Linked DNA regions of Rattus norvegicus: region 1 is linked to region 2. Evidence: chromatin contacts called from public Hi-C data. All regions are on one chromosome and are shown on one strand. Each heading gives the region's core, a stretch centred on a gene start, on an enhancer-like site or on the middle of the called end of the contact. The rest is flanking DNA. Distances are from core to core; before and after follow the strand shown.

Region 1 (3,521 bases), core at 247-2,746, 100 kb after region 2:
AATAGGGCTGCAAGAAACACATATGTGTAGGTATCTCTGTCTAGTATGGTCTTAGAAGCATTCAGCTGGGCCATATGGTGATTCTATTCTTAGTTTTCTGAGGAATGGCCAGCTGTTGATTTCCATGGTGAACTTTATGTTCTCATCAGCAGGGTCTAAGGGTCTCACCCCCATCCTCAGTAAAGCCTGTTACATTCTTCAATGCTAGATATTCACATTCTGACTGGAGTGAGATGGAATTTCAATGGCATTTCCTGATAGCTAAGGATATTGAATTTTTTTTTTTTTGGTCAATTATAAGCCATCTTTTGAGAACTGCCTTCTTCTAAATTTTGAACTAAATTTTTTTATTTCCCTTCCTCTATCTTAAAACACCAAATTTCCTTTTAGACTAGAAAAACAAAATAAAGCAAAGTGATGTGTGTGTGTGTGTGTGTGTGTGTGTGTGTGTGTGTGTGTGTGTGTGCTGAGTGTTTTTCTCTTCCTTTTTGGGATCTTGTACTTCCCGGGGCTGCTTTTTTGTGTTGGAATATTGCTTGAACACCGTGTGAATTATGAAACAAACACAGGCCTGTTCTTTGATGACTTCGAGCATGTGAAGGAGAGACCAAAGGACCAGGAAGCAAAACAAAGACCAAAGAGAATCAGAATGCATAGCAAACCTGTCTGAAAAACATGACACTAACTTTGGAAGCTTGCCCTGCAACATTAACAGTAGATGCTTGGGTGGTTGATTTCCAGGCTCTAGAGCACTTATAAATCCCTTGTGCTTAGGACCACCCTAAGAGAAGGGCTGGGTGTCACTGTTGGTGAGAGAGAGAGAGAGAGAGAGAGAGAGAGAGAGAGAGAGAGAGAGAGAGGCAGCATGCTAAACCCCCGTTCCCCACCCAAGCATAGGGACTGGCATTTAAACCTGTCTGGCCCTAAGTCCTATCTGGTTTGATTATTCTGGAAGGGTTTCCGTGTTCACACCCTTTTAGCTAGTAGGCTCAAGGCTGTTGATTTCACATTCTTGGGCATCTTTCCAGCACCTCGCCCTCCGTGTGCATACTATGCATGCTTTGTTCACTGAGGAACTCCAGGCAGGACATATTTATTTTGGGTGTCTGAATTAAATGCAAAACCCTATATGTAATTTCTGCTTAGGTTCTCATACCTAAGGGATTCCAAAGGATGTCAAGTGCGAGTCTACTGGGACATTCTTTCTTTGCCGGAGGCCAGGGGGTGGGGCATGGGGAGTTAAGGGAATTTAATAATTCTCCTGCTGCATTGGAACCCAGCTGCCAGGGCTTAAGTTGAAGGGGGCTGGCTCTGATTTCAGTGGTCTTGTCTCAGATGGGGTCGTCTCATTGGTTTGGCAAGAGCCTGCTGGATTTAAAGTGAAATGAAACCTCGGACCCTGGAGACAGAAAAGGAAATTGCAAACGGCAGCTGCATAGTTCAATAGCATCATCTGGTCCAGAGGCCTCATCTGGGACCCCTGGTATGTGAGGAATGGGATCCATTGGCTGAGACAGCCTCCTAGGCTTGGCTTGATTTTCTTGCTCGCCTTGGTGTCTTGCACCAGGCAAGACTTCTCTGAGTCTCGTCTGGTAGCTTGTGGACAGATGCGTAATATGTCTCAGTTTCCCTTTTTCTCTTTCAATTTCCTTTAAATGAAAAAAAAACAAAACAAAACAAAACTTTTTTTTTTAAAAGTAATTTGTTAGCCGCATGGACCCTAGCATACACACAGTGTGGCTACAAGGTAGCACACTGTAGCCTAGGCTAGGCTGGAACATAGTAGAAATACCAACTCATTTTAAATAAGAAGAAACCCGTGGTATTCAGTAAGGGCTATGCTACCAGACTCACACAGAAGCCAATGCTACTGAACTTGAACTCTCCTACCCCACTCCCTGTCCCGGACCCCGGCACAGGAAGGTTTATTGTGTGACTGGCCGCTAGCAGGGCTCAATCTGCCTTTCTGATCCGCTGCTAGTGCATGTGTTTGTGCATGTGTGCGTGTGTGCGTGTGTGTGTGTGTGTGTGTGTGTGTGTGTGTGTAAGGGAAGATTTGTGGGAAGGAAGAGGGCGAAGAGGTGGGTATGTATTTCTTGGGAGTTATATTCTGAGTTCACAGGATTTTCTTTCTTTTATTTGAAGGAGTTGTGGTTATTAAGGAATGGAGGGTGGCAAGGGGCCGGTGTGGTTTTCTTGAGAGTAAGCTGCACGGCTGGGCTTCTGAGTGACTGTAGCTTCTCTTCTGGGCATATTTAGCAGAAGGGAGCATTATTCATGAGTTAACCCAGATGGGATTTTCCAAGGGAAGAGTTTACTCCCTTTCTCTTTCCTGATGTGGAGATTTTGGACGTGCATGGCATCGGATGGACTGACGGGAGCAGGGAGTTCTGCAGGGCTAATTACCACATGCCAGAGCAATGAAACAAAGCCCACAATGGTTCTTGCAGGGGCAGAGGGCGGGTATGAACGGACAGAGAGATAAGTGGGATTGAGGCAAGTGATGTAAAATTCACCAAGAATCAACATAAAGTTGAAAAAAGATAGGAAAGAAAACATGATCAAATAATTTGTATAAAAAAACTAAATAAAAAAATTCTTTTAAAAGATTGGTGCTTTGGTTTCAGTGAATAGTGTCATACTTTTTTTTTTTTAATAATCCTGTCTTAGGGTTTCTATTCCTGCACAGAACACCAGGACCAAGAAGCAAGTTGGGGAGGAAAAGGTTTATTCAGCTTACACTTGCACATTGCTGTTCATCACCAAAGGAAGTCACGACTGGAACTCACACAGGGCAGGAAGTAGGAGCTGATGCAGAGGCCATGGAGGGATGTTTCTTACTGACTCGCCTTCCCTGGCTTGCTCAGCTTGCTTTCTTATAGAACCCAGGATCACCTGCCCAGGGATGGCACCACCCACAATGGGCTGGGTTCTTCCACTTTTGATCACTAATTGAGAAAATGCCTTACATCTGGGTCTCATGGAGGCATTTCCTCAATGGAGGCTCCTTTCTCTGTGGTAACTCCAGCTGTGTCACACTGACACACGAAACCAGCCGGTATACTATGGGTTGGAAAGCCTGCTCTTGCTTTAGCATGGGACACTGAAATCCTGTGCGGGAGATTTTGAGTTTGTGACATTATTGACTTGTATCGACTTGATGTCTTGTCTTTTGGGCATTTCCATTTTGGAAGAGCCAGTTCCAGTTTGTAAGGATGACTAATGAAAGGCTTGGGCAACAACTTAAGCTAGGAAGTTTATGTTTGTGTGTGCCCAGGCTTTCTTTAGTCAACTTCACCAAGATTCAGAGACATTGAGCCACCAGCTTAAGGCCTCATATACAAATGAGTCAAAGCATGCCCATAGAAGGTAGTTTTGTAAGTTATATAAGGACATGTTGTCAAAGAGCTGAGGGCAGAGAAAGAAGCAGGTAGCCTTAGCAGCTACGATGACTAAATCATTTGAAGCACTAAAAAAAAAAAAATTCTGGGTCTCAGGGACCTTTTCAGGGTCAGGAAAAA
Region 2 (3,728 bases), core at 537-3,036:
CATGGACTCCAGCTGGGAATAGAGCTGGAACTAGTGCTCGAACTAGTGCTTACTAGACACTGACTTGTGCCAATCTTAAGACACTTGAGAAATGAAAGCTCAGGGCCAAAGTTTTCTCAACTAAATCCACACATGCGTTTGACACAGCTTTCATTCTTGTTCGAGCAATCAGGAAAAAGAACATATTTAAAACAAAATTAACGTTAAACAACACTGTAAAACTTTCGAAGCAAACAGCTTGAGGTGTGGTCGCCCCCCCCCCCCGCATGCTAAGCAAAGAGGCTTTGAGTTCAATTCCCAGCACCAAAACGAGGCAAGCCGCGATCAGTAAATAGGGACACCAATCAAAACATTCACGTGTCTCTCAAAAGAGTTTAAGTTACACCAAGTCAATAGTCTTAACTTTTAATGACTTGAATTCTATTAACTCAAAATAAACCTACAAAGTACTATTTAAAACGTAGCCCCCCTCCCTCCCAAAAAAAAACCCAGCAACAACAAAAAAAAAGCAAAATGGTATACACTGGCGGGAACCTGTCTTACACTTTACTGATCTGAGGCATCAAATTGTAATATTGATACATCAGTGCGTCGTAAACTTTTTTTTTTTGCTTTACTTCCTCCGGCAAAATGATAAACTCTTACTAGCTGGGATTCTCCAGTACGTCTAACTCCAGTATGAAGTAACTTTTCCAAATGCAGCCTAAGGCGGTCCATTTACAGTACAGCTAGCCCAGCCCACTTACGGCGGGGCCTACTGACTGGAAGAGCAAGGCGAACGAGGAAACAAACGGTTCAAAAAGCCCTCCATCTGTAAAGACATAAAAAGGCGGGAATGCCTTTATTTAAAAAAAAAAAAAAAAAAAAAAAGGCCAGAGATGACTATGTCGCAAACTGCCCTCCAGGGAGCGCTCTGACACTGTTGCGAGTCACTTCAGTGCTAAAGCGGGAAAACGCTAGAACTTCACCTCGCGTGCTGGGGCCAAGCCTGTAGGGCTTTAGAAAACGGCTCCGAAGGCCGCGTCTACACCCACTCCGGACCGTGCACACGGATCCGGAGCCCGGCGGTGCATCGGGCCAAGCAGCAAAGTTGCAAAGCCGCGGCGGCTCGCACCGAGGACTCCCCACTCCGCGCCCTCCCCGCCGGGCCTCACGACTGGGGCGCCGCGGGCACAGGGTCCCCCCGCGCGGGGCCAGCCCCGCTGCCGAGCACGCGCCGCGGCCGTCAAACGCCCGTCTCCGTGGCCCCGACCGGGGACTCGCCTTACCCTGCCGACGGCGCCGCGGCCGCGACCCACGGAGGCCCCGGAGCCAAGCACTGGGGTGGGCTCGCGCTCCTCGTCGCTCGAGAAGTCGGGCGGCCCTTTGCTGTTGGCTCCCGCGGCGAGCGGCGGCCGGTTGCGCGCCGTGAGGTGCTGCAGGTAGAGCTGCACGTACACGTCCTTGCGCTGCTCGCCGGCCGGGAGCGTCACGTTGTTGGCGACCAACTCGCTCTTCAACTTGTCTTTGGTCAGGACCGAAGGGTCCTCTAGGAACTCCGGCATCTCGTCCCCCTCCTTCTCTCCTCCTCGGCCCCTCGCAGTCGCCACCGCTCAAGCCGGCGCGCTCGCTCGATCGCTCGCTGGTCCCGGGGGCTGCGCACGCCGCCTCGGGAATCCCTGACCGGGAGAAGCGCCGCAGGCACGGAGCAGAACTCGGACACAAAGCCCAGGCCGGCTAAGCCACAAAAGCCCCGGGCGCACCACTGGTGAGCAAGTGCGGCCAAGCCTGGAGCCCGCAGCGAGCCTAGCCCACACACAAGCTAGTGCGTGGGGTGGGGAGGGGGAGCCTGTCTCGTGCACGCCCCAAGAACACGCGCCGCCATTGGCGGGCGCCCGGAGGAAGCGCGGCGCGGATTGGCTGGGCGGCTCGCGCGGGTTCCAGCCGCCGCGGCGCAGGGCGAGAGGTGCAGAAACGCAGTTTAAAAGGCGCTCGGGCGGGAGCTGGGGCGTGGGGGCCGCTGTTTCCTCGGCTCTCCACCCTTCCCCTCGGACGCAGATAAGGCATGGGCGGTACTGGTTTGGCGCGCTGTTTCCTCTCCTGCTCCCTGCACCGGAGAAGCCTCGCACCGGCCTCGGTCGCCTTCTGATCGGCGGAGTTCTGCGCCAGCTTTTGAGGACCCTTTGCCGGGGCCTGGCTCCCTCTCGGGACACCGAGCCCCCCAAGAATGGCGGCAGCCTGGCTTTCCATCGAATTCTGGTCCCGAAGGGGAAGCGGGGAAACCAGGCAGACTATGGATCAGGGAGCGTAGGAAGTCAAATCTCCTGGGTTTGCAAACGCTTCTTTTGTCTGGAATCTAGGGAAAGCCAGACTTCCACAGCCGAAGGTTTCCATACTGCTTCAATTTGTTACAAAATTGCATTTTTTAAGTCTCCCATTCGCTTCTTACCCTTTTACCAAACGCTTTGGTTTCAATAGTTCCTTGAGGCTTAAAACAAATCCCTTCTTTGTATTTTTGTTAAGTCGTCTAGGTTAAGACCCGCACCCCACCCCACCCCCAAACATCCCTAACTTCATCAAACCTAATGTTTGGTAATGAAACAAGACGAAACGCAACATTTAGAAACTCCTCAATAGTCAACTTTCTTTGCATGTAGTCGTTCATACTAGATTTTTAATTTTAGAGGAAGCCAGGAGTCCTGTAAAACTCATGCTGTTGACCTGACGCAATCTCAAATATACCACAGTTCTGTTTCCTAGAACACAATACTGACCACAAATGTTTCCCAGTAACAAATTGCATATATGGGCAAACATGATCAGAGTTCACTATACATGTAAAAAGTTGCAATAAGACGTGTAGTTAGTAAATGCCAATGAAAATGTATAATGTCTCCACTGTACATATGTTTTGGGACAATGTAAATGTATACCCACACAGGAAATGTTTCAGAATACTTCTCCGGAGAGGAAGTAGCTGACCTCAGATTCACAGTATCTTAATCATTTCCTCAGTGTCTAAGCTCGAGAGTATCTTCTATAAAAAGTCTTAAATTTTAAACATGAACAAAATAAAAAATATCAATGGAAAAATACTTGAACAATGTTTACCTATTTATGGTTATATTGAAAGGAATTGAAAAGCATAACCTTAAGTTCTTAAAAATGGACCTTTAAATTTAAAGATACGCTTTATTTTGTATTTTCAAGAAGGGTCTCTATGTAGTCCTGGCTGTTCTAGAGCTCAGTATATAGACCAGACTGGCCTCGAACTCAGATCTGTCAGCCTCCTCCTGAGTGCAACAGAGGTCAAAGGTGTGTGCCACCACGGCCTGGCAGAACATTATTTTAATGGTAGGTTATTTTCCTAGAGGGAACTTTATTGTTAGTTCCCCCCTTTAAAATCTCAGCATTGGAGGTCCTGGGCTATGTTGGCACTACATTAAGCCCAGTAACAGGGAGGCAGAGTCAGGCAGACCTCTGAGTTTGAGGCCAGCCTGATCTACAGAATGAGTTCCAGGATAGCCATAAGGCTACAGAGAGAAACCCTGTCTCAAAAACAAAACAAAAGACCCAGAAAACTCTCAGTATTCACATGTGTTTAAGCATCAGTATTATTAAGCTCAGTAATGCAAACTAAAAATAGTGTTCTAACAAGTTTTTTAATAGATTTTTTTTTTATACCTTGTAAAAGATCCCCCTAAGCTTCATTGGGTACACAGAGAAGTGTTTCATTTTTCTGTGGAATT

The links. Hi-C and Micro-C count contacts between places; a contact is called where the count stands out from the background.
Region 1: a contact with region 2 is called in a Hi-C map of the A7r5 cell line, with 6 times the contacts expected there. The contact joins the enhancer-like site here to the promoter of Tmpo in region 2. A contact is called at or near these places in 11 of 12 Hi-C or Micro-C datasets (the A7r5 cell line, the Rat2 cell line, Schwann cells and 7 more).

Annotation. Positions count from the first base shown.
Region 1 is chr7:27,657,270-27,660,790 of GRCr8, forward strand. No RefSeq gene overlaps it. Among named protein-coding and RNA genes, the nearest start is that of Trnad-guc1, 93 kb to the left of the region's middle. Within about 2 kb of position 1,497, at least 12 of the 93 cell types and tissues checked have an H3K27ac peak or open chromatin away from gene starts, as enhancers often do. A contact at or near this core is called in the A7r5 cell line and Schwann cells, where this site is marked.
Region 2 is chr7:27,553,149-27,556,876 of GRCr8, forward strand. Tmpo (thymopoietin) reads right to left here and starts at 1,787. Exons shown (of 4, transcript NM_001395714.1): 1 at 1,269-1,787. The coding sequence starts at 1,544. It also overlaps the pseudogene LOC103692820.